3 separate regions of the Mus musculus genome follow, and all the other regions are linked to region 2. The links are chromatin contacts, called in public HiChIP or PLAC-seq and Micro-C maps. All regions are on one chromosome and are shown on one strand. The core of a region is the stretch at or near the end of the contact, and the rest is flanking DNA. Distances in the headings are between cores, read along the strand shown. Region 1 holds the start of Dpp6 (dipeptidylpeptidase 6). Region 2 overlaps Dpp6 (dipeptidylpeptidase 6). Region 3 has its middle 23 kb from the start of Htr5a.

Region 1 (3,747 bases), core at 1,119-3,618, 370 kb after region 2:
ACCAGAATGAAAAGAGGGAGCTGCCAGCTCTCAGCTAGGATCTTTTAAAACAAACAAACAAACCAAGCCAGATGGGTGGAGACCCGCTGATGCTCCCAGCATTGTCTGTCCATTCTGCTAGCGACATCTAGAGCCTGCTTAGCAAAGCAAACTCATCCCAGACCCATAATCCAAAGCTTTTAAGCCAGATTTCAGTGTGTGTGTGTGTGTGTGTGTGTGTGTGTGTGTGTGTGTGTGTGTGTTTCTTGCCTGCATTGCAACCCAGTTATATCCACAGGATGCTAAGTAAATACAATCATCCAGAATTATTTATTGTTCAATACCACCCTCAAAGAATTCTAGTTCTTTAAACCAGTGTAATAATCTGTCTCTTTTCCCTAACTGATCCACTAGAGTGACATTAGTCTGTGGTATCTTTTTCTAGAAAGGGGAATCTGGAAATGACCAGGAAAAAAAAAAGATGCATGATGCATGGCTGTGGGTGGGCCTCCCACCAACTCCTGTTACCTCTGTGGCAGTCCCTATACCATCATAAAACAACCCACAAACCCAGCAATTAACAGTAGCATGGCCTCCCTGGTCTTGTAAGATGTGGCAATTGAGACCCCCCAGTCCTATGGAAGGATACATCATTGCTCTGTGCAGATCTTTTGCACCAAAAATTACTAAACACTGAAGTGTTGCTACTTGAGACCCTAGATGTTTCACGGGCACACTTCCTGTTTCCTCCAGGGTTATGGGTTGCCCTGCTTTGCAAGAGTGAAGGAGACTAAAAGGCTTGGGCAAAGACCCAGGAGCTGCAGAATCACACTGAAAAAGGACCCCAGTAACCCCACAGATACTGCACTGCTGTCTTTAAGGGCCTGCCTGAGGACTCACCTGGGAGTTGTCTTCTGTCCCTGGGAACAAGTCTCAGGAAAATCACTCCCTGAAAGTCCTAGTGGTACCAACTGCTGGGAGGGCTCAGTACAAGACCTTTGACCCATTTCTGTGGCCACTCTTACCCTGAAAGAATCCTTGATTGCTAGGTGAATATGCAAATTCAGTCTTTGAAGCTCAGACTTCCAGCCTCAATAGTAAGAGACCCCTCTGAGAACTTCTTTAGGAAGGAGCATGGTCCAAGTTGAGTTGCTGGATCACAGGCATGCAGCCCCAATTAGTATGCGTAGTGAGAGCTTTATTGGGTCTGGGTCAGAGGCCAGGGCTCTAAAGCCAGGACTTCTTTTTTATAAGAGCACCATAGGTCTAATCCTTGGGTGTAGAGAGAAGGTGTCTGGGGACAGTGAAAGGGGGGCAGAGTGGAGAGGAGAGGAGGGTCATCTCGGTTGGATAGTTGCTGTGACAAGTGGTAGGAAGAGAAAAGCAGCCTGAACTAGCTGTTCCCCGAGCCATAAAGCAGAAAATTAAACTAAAAACACAACTCCACGCATACACACATCTAATTCCCTGAGAACCACAGCAGGCTGCCGTTACAAACAGACATCTAGTGAATTCCAAGCATAGTCCACATCCCAGCAGGCGCAGCTCCAAAAACCTTCCTGCTACCAACTCCTGGCCACCACCGCAAAGATCTGCTCTGGACTATGATGACTGAGATCAGGAGCCAAGGAGAGTGTCTGAGCACGATCTGGCACATCAGGAAGGAACGCAAAGATTGGCACAGGGGACCCAGAGACCCTGAGGAGTAGTCAGGCCCGTGCATCCCGCCGATGCTCCCACCACCACCGCCACCCACCCACCACGATGCTCTTACGTCCTCCTCGTCACAGTCGCTCCGCGCCTGGTACTGGAACCGGGGCCGGCCACCAGCACCGCCGCGCTCCCTGGGCGCCACCGCCTGCGCCTGCGGCCCAAGGGGCTTCGGGCCCGCGTCCTCCTCGGGCCCCTGGCCACCCAGAAGGCGACTGGCCTCCGGGGGCGCCGGAAAGGAGCGCGAGGTGTTGATCTTGCCGGTGAACCTTTGGTACAGCGAAGCCATGGGCCGCCGTGCGCTGGCTCACTGGTTAGGATGCTTCGTAAAAAAATTTCCTTTCTCTCTGTCTCTCTTTCCACTCCCCACCCCCTCCAGCAGAAAAGCGAGAAGGGGGAAAAGGAGGCGGTGGGGAAAGAAGAAAGGCGAGCCCGGCCGCTCCGCGCCACACGCGAGTCGAATCGCCTGGGTGTTGAGCGACTCTGCCTGGCTCAGCTTCTCCGCCCCCTCCCCGGCAGCGCAGAAGCCAAGGGTCGGAGTGATCGCTTTCTCTTTCTGCTTTTTTTTTTTTTTTTTTAAGTCCTCGCCATGGCCATGTTCGGCCTCACTAAAGAGGAAAGCAAGATACCAGAAGCACACTAAGGGAGGGGACATGTCTAGACCCCATTATTTGGCACCAACTAGATACCAGCTCCTCTTCTCATCCCCGCCCGGCCCCTTACAGCTCCTCCTTTTCCTTCTCAGTAGGGTAGCCAGCTCCCGCTGTAGCGGTGGCACCAGGGAAGCTCCAGTCCCAGGAAGACTCCTTCTCATGTCAGTTGGGTTGTGGATGGGGGTTCAGGGCTGGGGCACTCATAGATGGACTGGAGGCCGTGTGTCCCAGCGAGAGAGAACAGCATTACAAGAGGCCAGAGCTGAGCAAAGAAACCTTAACTGCCTTGGGGCCCCGGGGCTTCCGGATCGTGGCTCCCATAGCATCTAGTTTGGGTTGCAGGGCACAGCTGTTTTCCAGTGCCTGACAGGCACTCCCGCCTAGTAATGTTCTTCTGGATTTGGGGCTTTGCTTAACTTTGACAAAGACCCTGGAGAGCCTGGGTAGAAATGCAGTTGAAGGGCATAGGAGGAGCCACTGAAAAGAAGGAAGGCCTGTAAAGTGTAGGCTCAGGGAAACATTTGTTCCCGGACCCACCTTCCTTCATCACCTAAGATTTTTTTTATTAAAAAAAAAAGATATATTTTCTTTTGATCATCTGAAGAAGGGAAGGGCAAGTCTAGAACAGGCAACAGAACTCCTGGTTAGGCTTATTTCAAGCCTCATGAACAAGGCCTTCCCAGAGTATGTCTGGCTCCAGCCTGCCTGTCTTTGTGTAAATACAGGGGAAACGCTAAAGCGCTTGGAAGTCAGCAACCTTTCCAAACCTTGTTCCACCCCATTTTGACATTGAGATGCAGTGAGAGGGGCTCTTTGACACTGAACGCTGTGCAGCACATAGGGCTTCCAATAACAAACTCATTTGGTGCATTCGAGCGTGCTCAAGTGCCCTCGTGTGGAGAGATGCGCAAATTGTGTCTGACTGTTAGTCTAGGCCATGTCTGGCATCTCCCTCTACTTGCATCCTGGATTCCTCCCTGTAGGCTTCTGGAACCCTTGTTTTTCTTGAGCCTCTGGGCACTACTGGCTTTTGGCTGCTCCACCTCCTTCTTTGTCCCCTGATCCAGGCCTTAGAGGCTGAGCTGCGATAAGCTAGCTCATTCCTTACACCAGCATCACCATGGGTTGGGACTTTGGAGAGACTCACAGGAATTCTAGCACCTGCCCACAGTCATAGCTGCCCCCACCACACACACACACACACACACACACACACACACACACACACACACACAGCCCCCCCCCCACACACACAGCCCCTCCCGCCCACACCTACAAACACAGTGAGCCCATTTGATGTTGCCCACTACCCCGTGGTGTTCTATGAGCCTTCCTAGCTTCCCTGTCAGTACTGAGAATTTTTAAATCATAGGGGAGTTAGTGACTCAGAAGGCCTAGGACCTCA
Region 2 (3,530 bases), core at 821-3,320:
TCATCAGGGCCAGGGGGCAGAGGGGCAGAGTGACTGGGCACTTTGGGACTGTTACAGTTTGGATAGGGTATATGTTGAAGGCCTGGTTCCCAGTTGATTCTAATTGGACCACAAGACCTCTTGCTTAGTCAGTGAAACTAGTCACTGCTGGTTCTTATTTTGATGGCAAATATAACAGGAGGTGGGGCTTAGATCATGTGAGGGGTGACTGAGGAATCTCCTCATGGTGTATCACTCAGCTCACTAACCTCTCCATCAACGATGTCTCTCCCTTAAACCAAAGTGTCTTATGGCAATGTAAATGAGTGCCAAGCCACATATTGTCTCCTGCAATTCTATTTTCTCCACTAACAAACACTCAAAGATTTAATTGTGTGTTATGTCACGGCTACCAAACGTGAAGAGAAATCTTAGAATTGCCAGTGATACTACCAAGAAAATGGATGATAAATTTTCATTGTTGACTTCACTGAGTGTCATCACCATGGAGACACACCTCTGGGTGTATCTAGGAGGGAAGGACCCAGCCTTAATGTAGCAATCAACGTTAACAAGGATGTTTAAAACTATACCCAAATCAGAAGCCCACACAGAAACTCTGTGACTTCCATGAATTTAGGTGGAGCTGGAAGGCTCCGAGACCTGGGAATGGTCAGCTTTATCTTTCCTTGTCTCCTCACAGGAGCACCAAGGAGCTGCTTAGGGTGGGTGACCATGTAGCCACAGCCAGAGACTGTCTACTCCATAGTTTACCATGATAGTTACATTAGGGTCATCCATAGCACAGTAAAAATGACACTGCGGACTAATGTTTGAACCATTTTCATTGGAAATATAAAATCTCCTGAAACAACAAAACAATGAGAGTCTATAAGAAGTTAGAAAAATGGAATGTTTGTGTAGCTCACTATTCAGTTAGTTTATAAATCAATACTAGACATTTTTATAGACTTCTTATGTATGTGAGTGTTTTGACTACATGTAAGTATATGCCTGCTGGCCTCGAAGGTCATAATAAGACATCAGACCCCTTAGGCAATCCTAGGGAATTACAGGTTATGAGCTGTCAACTATGTGCTGGCACCCAAATCCAGGTCTTCTACAGGGGTAGCAAGTGTTCTTAATCACTGAGCCATCTTTCCACCCCCAACAACAAATACTAATTTTGTAGATAAACATAGCATTGTCAATTAATATAATAATGTATTTCCCTGGGGCCTCTACTGCCTCTCTCATTTTCCTTATGATCACTCACTCTGTAAAGCTAGTGTGAGTTCTGAACAGAACACTTGAGAGCACAGCAAAAATCACCAAGAAAAATCCCCTAGACGTCTTCCACAAAGCTGAGCTCACAGATATCAGAGTCTTTTAGAGATCAGGACACAGGGCACAGGGAGGAAGCCCATCTTCTGTCTTGGTTGCGGTCTCTTGTGTGTGATTAAAATACCATGACCAAAAGCAATGCGGGAAGGAAAGGGTTTATTTTACTTCACAGATTATAGCTCATCACTGAGGGAAGTCAGAGCAGGACCTCAAGCAGGACAGGAGGCAGGAGTTGAAGAAGAGGTTGTAGAGGAATGTTGTTTGCTGATTTGTTCCCCATGGCTTACTCAGACTGCTTCCAAATGCACCCCAGGACCCCTACCCTAATTTGTCACTATCTACAATGGGCTGAGCCTTCACCTGTCAATCATCAACCAAGACAATTTACCTCAGGCTTACCCACAGGCCAATCTGCCAGGAACATTTTCTCAGTTGAGCTTCATTCTTCAAAATGACTGTAGCTATTGTCAAGTTGACAAAATAAACAACCAAACAAACAAACCAAAAAAAAAAAAAAACCAAGACAGTACGGCTATTTCCTCAACACATCAATGCTCACAGAAAATATTAAATTGATTCTAAGCTACTCCAAAAGAAATAGTTATATTCAGGAAGAGAAAGTTCCAGAGGTGTATTCTAATGTAATATCATGATAAACAATCTAACAATGACCTTGGTTCCCCACTGAGAGTACTGGGTGGCTACGAGATGGGAGCTGTGCACTTGTGGACTGGCCCACCCTAGGCCAGGGGCCTCTCAGATTTCTCTCACTGGGTGAATAATTAGTGGTATTACACTGCACTGTAGCCTCCCTCAGCCTTGAAGCAGGCTGATCCAGACTTTGACCTTGCTGCCACTAAGAAGGAGATTACCTAGGGTGGAGCCTCCAGACCTAGATGGCTCTATTGTTCTGTCAACTGCCACTGCTCTCCTCCAAGACTCTGCTACCTGCTGAGAGGCCCCTGAGATATTCCTGAGGAACATCCTATCCTGCAGGCTGGCTCCAGACACCAAGAATGGACTGGCGGGAGGGGGGAGGGGGGATATGGGCCTTCCCCCTTTATAAGCACACTCTCTTAGTAAACTCGTGGTCCTTGAACAGGAACGTTGTCTTGGTCTCCATTAATTTCTCTCGAAGTCTAAGTCTCTTTCAGCCCCAGCCTGCCTCCCAGGTGTACCCGGTTCATGTAGGCTGCGGGCCGGCATACAACACTGCACCCTTCCAGACCTGCTTCTGCCTGATGTGCCCTCATAGGATTGACCTGTGCTCACATTGCATCCTTGGTTCAGAATGCCTGAAGACTCCCATTTATCTATGCCCATAAACTCCTTTGAAACCACCGGCATAAAGTCTGCAAGCACTCTCCCTTCTTGTAAGTATCACTGTGCTTTAAGGTTTAAGTACATTGAGTGTTCTTGAGTCTCTTTATTGGAGTATGCTTTCTAAGTATTTTCCAGTGTACAAAGGTCCATTTAAAAAAGTCTCCATCATTCCATTAGTGCTCTAACCTTCAATCACTCAGCTTAAAGTCCTTTTGATAATGAAGATGTGGCATGGCCTCTTGTGCTCACACTGAGAGGCTATAAGGGAAGAAGCCTCAGGAGGTCAGCTGATACATGTGTTCATTTGGAAAGCAATTTCTGCATCTTCTGGAGTCTGTAGTGAACTTGGTGTGGTCTCAAACTCAAAACTTGGGACCTTTAATTTCTAATCTCACAGAGCGCATTTTAAGGAGGCTCTGCCCTTCCCTGTTGGTATGGGATGAGAGTTGGAATTTCCATTTACTGTTTTAACTGACCAGATGGAACAGTTCTAATGGTGCCTTTCCATAGTTACCTCCAGATCAAACCAAGAGACTTCTACAGGGTGTTGGGAGTGACAGGGATCATGGGCCTTCCCCCTTCATAAGCACACTCTCTTAGTAAACTCGTGGTCCTTGAACAGGAACGTCGTCTTGGTCTCCATTAATTTCTCTCGAAGTCTAAGTCTCTTTGAGCCCCAGCCTGCCTCTAAAACTTACTCTGTAGACCAGGCTGGCCTCAAACACACAGAGATCTGCCTGCCTCAGCCTCCTCAGTGCTGCGATTGAAGACGTGCTCCACCTGTGCTATGCCTGGAAGAATCTTTGGGGTTTTTGTTTGTTTGTTTGTTTGGTTTTTTGCTAGTGGCAGCTTTCTTGTTTTGTTTTGTTTTGTTTTGTTTCCTT
Region 3 (3,474 bases), core at 80-2,579, 400 kb before region 2:
CACCTGCTTTGTTCCTTGTTCTGGGAGGTAGGTCTCCTGAGTCTCCCGGCACCCAGCAGAACCTGAGTAAACAATGTTTCTCTCCAGACAACCCCTGGTGAATTTTATATGGGGCTTTCTGTCAGAGGACTCCTGTCCTCTGCTTCTTGCAATGTTGGTGGTATTTGTAGCCATTCACACTGGGGTTTTCTTCGAGACACTTGGGGCACCAGATATAAGCCAGATATACTAGATGTATTTTTTATTTGCCAGATGTAATTGTTGTCTCTGAGGCTTGCATTTGAATAAGTTCTGCTTCTCTCTGAACTCTGGCTGGCTGGGTCAACTCAGCTGGTACAACCTAAGTCCTCTCAGGAAGACTGACTCAATTTGGCCTCTCTAGAATTCTCAAGGGATTGCTTCCCTTGGCCTCAAATTAGAACATGGCAACATGTTCTAATCTTCTGGCTCCTTCTTATTTTCTGGCGTGAACTGTTTGCAGAATCACACAAAGGAGCTCAGTTGCCACCAATGCCCTCACCAAACGAACAACTCCACTCAACTAGACTGAACAGATCTCTCTCTCTCCTTGTGTTGCTCTTAAATAGTGTTTCTCCTGAGAGTTGGGTATGTCCTATCTCTGACACATTCAGTCAAAAAAATCAGAAAGTTCTGATTGGCCTCTTTGCCTCTCAATTTGATGTCATTGTTTGGGATTAAAAGTGTGTGCTATAGTCGGCCATCACTGGAAAGAGAGGCCCATTGGACACGCAAACTTTATATGCCCCAGTACAGGGGAACGCCAAGGCCAAAAAGGGGGAGTGGGTGGGTAGGGGAGTGGGGGTGGGTGGGTATGGGGGACTTTTGGTATAGCATTGGAAATGTAAATGAGCTAAATACCTAATAAAAAATGGAAAAAAAAAAGTGTGTGCTAAAGGATTCTAACCAGAGGGATTCAAAGTATGTACTAAGGGTGTGTCTGCATGACAATTGGATCACTCAGACCTAGAAGGTCCTTGGATGTGACCTTCAGAGCAGCCTTGTTGCTGGATTAAAATTCCTTTACAATCAGGGAGAGAGCAGTCCTTTGTTTATCCTACCTTGATGCCTGGCTTGCTGGGCAAAGCTGTTTAATGACCAAATTACACAGAAATCAGTTCCAATCCAATTAAATCAACTCTAGGCCGCTAAATACTGGAGGAGGAAGACAAAGACTTGAGTTCCACCATGCCCAAGGAAACTATGGGAAAAGATGCCAACAGATTTGTCCTCAGCCCCATGGTACATGCAGACCATAGACATACAGAGCTCTGTCACCCCCACACAGCACTGTTGCAGAAGGTGTTGTTTACTTGAAAAACCTGTTTCTAGTTGTGGTTGGCTCACTCTTACCACATACCTTTAATGCCTGGGTGCAGAATACAGACAGCTCTTTTTTTTTTTTTTTTTTTTGAGAATGTACAGGTGTTTTATTGCTCACCTCTCAGACAAAACACACTTCCAGCCACTTTCTTCCACAGATTGACAGTGTTTACATGTATATATATAGACGTGGAGAGTGACTCAGCCAGGCTTTTGTCTTCTGCAGCAATAATGAAGGGCCTCCTGCACTGAGCAGGACTCCATCTCACTTCGTAGTGCATGTCCATCACAAGAAAGGTCTCTTGCCTAAAGCAAGCTAACTTGTATCTGCTGAGCCTGTAGCATTAACTAGTGCGTGAAACAGATATCTGCTCGCCATTTCTTCTAGCGAATTTCAAGTAAAAACAAGGGTGAAGGAGGAACTTTTGTCTCGGATGGATAAGTGCCTACACTTAACTAACAAACTAAGTTTACAACTTAGTTTGCTTTTGTTGTTTTTATGGATTTTAGCCATGTTCATGGATTTTGGAGGAGCATATGGTACAGTATTCCACCAACAGGATAAGGCTACTGAATGTGCTATCTGCAAAAGAGTTCATGTAATAGGAACCAACCCAACAGGTCTACCAAAAAGAAAGGTGACAAAATCTCTCTGAATGCCCATCAGGGCAGAGCTATGCTCGGAAAGTAGACAGCAGAAGATAGTCTACAAAAAACACACATGGGTTGTTAATATGAGGAAAGTTTCCCAGCAGTAAATATTAAAAAAGTCTAGGCAAATCCTCATTTTCAAAATTTGCATATTGAAAATGTGAAAACTATTTTATTCAAGTAATTTCTTCAAAAACCATGTATGTTCCAACTGGAATAGTCTACTGGTCAACTAAAGGCAACTTAAATTGTGTTTAAAATTTGTTTCATAGAAAGAAGAGATATGTTTCTTAAATAAACAGTGTTATGTAAAACTGTTTAGTAATAAAGAGAGAAAGAATTGAATGAAAACCAGCAAATGGTTATCCTAAGCAGGAGTATGCCTACTACCTGTGGTCTTACATTCATTCCAAATAGATGTTGGATTCAGGATTCTGAAACTAAGTTTCTATTACTTGAGCTCTAGCAAAATATGAGTTTCTGTAGCCTCAACTAGTATAATGTCTTCCTTGTCCAAATCCAGAATGACTATACTGATAGCCTCCATGTTGGAAGTGCTGTTCAAACTGGCCCCTTTATGATAAGTCTGGCTCCCGCTTCCTCCCCAGCCTCCTCCCTGGCTTCTGCATCCTCCCTGATCCCCTCGACCACCTCTTCCCCCACAACCACTGCCTCATTCACCATGGTGCTCACCGTCTTGGAATCTATTGTCCTGCTGGATCCACCTCCCTGGTATCCATTTCCTGTATATGAAGATGTTTGGAAACCACCATAGCTACCTTGATAACCACCAGGCTGGAAGCCCACATCTCGGTAACCACCGTCCTGGTAACCACATCCACTTCCACCCCCTCCATCTGTCCAGCCTCCTTGATGCTTATTTCCTCTTCCTCCCCCTTGGCCACCAAGGTCATAGCCACCACATCCACCTCTCCCTCCTTGTTCATGACCTCCTTGTCCTCCATATGAGGAATGTCCTCTCCTCTCTCTTGTTCTCTCTTGTTATCTCTTCTTGTTCTCTTCGTCCATTGCCTTCTTGCTCCCTCTCTCTCCATTCCCTCCCCCCCTCTCTCCACTTATGGCCTGCCTCTACTTCTCTACTCTCTCCTTCTCGCTACCTTTCTCTGCTTGTACTACTCTCTTAATTCCTCTCCCCATGTCCTGAATAAACTCTATTCTATATTATACCATACCATCATGTGGCAGGGGGAGGGGATGCCTTGGCATGGGACCACTGAGACCTCCCTTTCTCTCTATCTTTTAATAAACACATCACCAACCCTGCCTTGTGAGGCCAAACCTGCTCAGTCTTAAACAGGTCTCCATTTTAAAAGAAAAACATACAGCCTGAACACTTGACCCAAACTACTCCCAAGTACCTGGAAGGACCTCACAGCTTGTCCTTGGCCAGAGTTAGTCTCTAACAACAGTTAGTCAAAGATTCCTCTGATTATTTCAGATGTTCTTTCAGATCATTTGTGA

Evidence for each region. Hi-C and Micro-C count contacts between places; a contact is called where the count stands out from the background. HiChIP or PLAC-seq counts read pairs in DNA pulled down with a chosen protein or histone mark.
Region 1: an H3K27ac HiChIP or PLAC-seq map of embryonic stem cells shows a contact between it and region 2, with 4 times the contacts expected there. The contact joins the promoter of Dpp6 here to the enhancer-like site in region 2. A contact is called at or near these places in 1 of 484 Hi-C or Micro-C datasets (cerebral cortex), 8 of 115 datasets of contacts at active chromatin or transcription factors (astrocytes, craniofacial prominence, embryonic midbrain and 2 more) and 1 of 9 other capture datasets (embryonic stem cells).
Region 3: a Micro-C map of embryonic stem cells shows a contact between it and region 2, with 4 times the contacts expected there. The contact joins two enhancer-like sites. A contact is called at or near these places in 1 of 484 Hi-C or Micro-C datasets (embryonic stem cells) and 1 of 115 datasets of contacts at active chromatin or transcription factors (embryonic stem cells).

Annotation. Positions count from the first base shown.
Region 1 is chr5:27,047,820-27,051,566 of GRCm38.p6, reverse strand. It overlaps Dpp6 (dipeptidylpeptidase 6), which reads right to left and starts at 2,368. Exons shown (of 26, transcript NM_207282.3): 1 at 1,754-2,368. The coding sequence starts at 1,978.
Region 2 is chr5:27,420,006-27,423,535 of GRCm38.p6, reverse strand. The region is part of intron 3 of Dpp6 (dipeptidylpeptidase 6); the gene reads right to left. Among named protein-coding and RNA genes, the nearest start is that of Gm52769, 78 kb to the left of the region's middle. Within about 2 kb of position 2,070, at least 12 of the 459 cell types and tissues checked have an H3K27ac peak or open chromatin away from gene starts, as enhancers often do. A contact at or near this core is called in embryonic stem cells, where this site is marked.
Region 3 is chr5:27,816,981-27,820,454 of GRCm38.p6, reverse strand. No RefSeq gene overlaps it. Among named protein-coding and RNA genes, the nearest start is that of Htr5a, 23 kb to the left of the region's middle. Within about 2 kb of position 1,329, at least 13 of the 459 cell types and tissues checked have an H3K27ac peak or open chromatin away from gene starts, as enhancers often do. A contact at or near this core is called in embryonic stem cells, where this site is marked.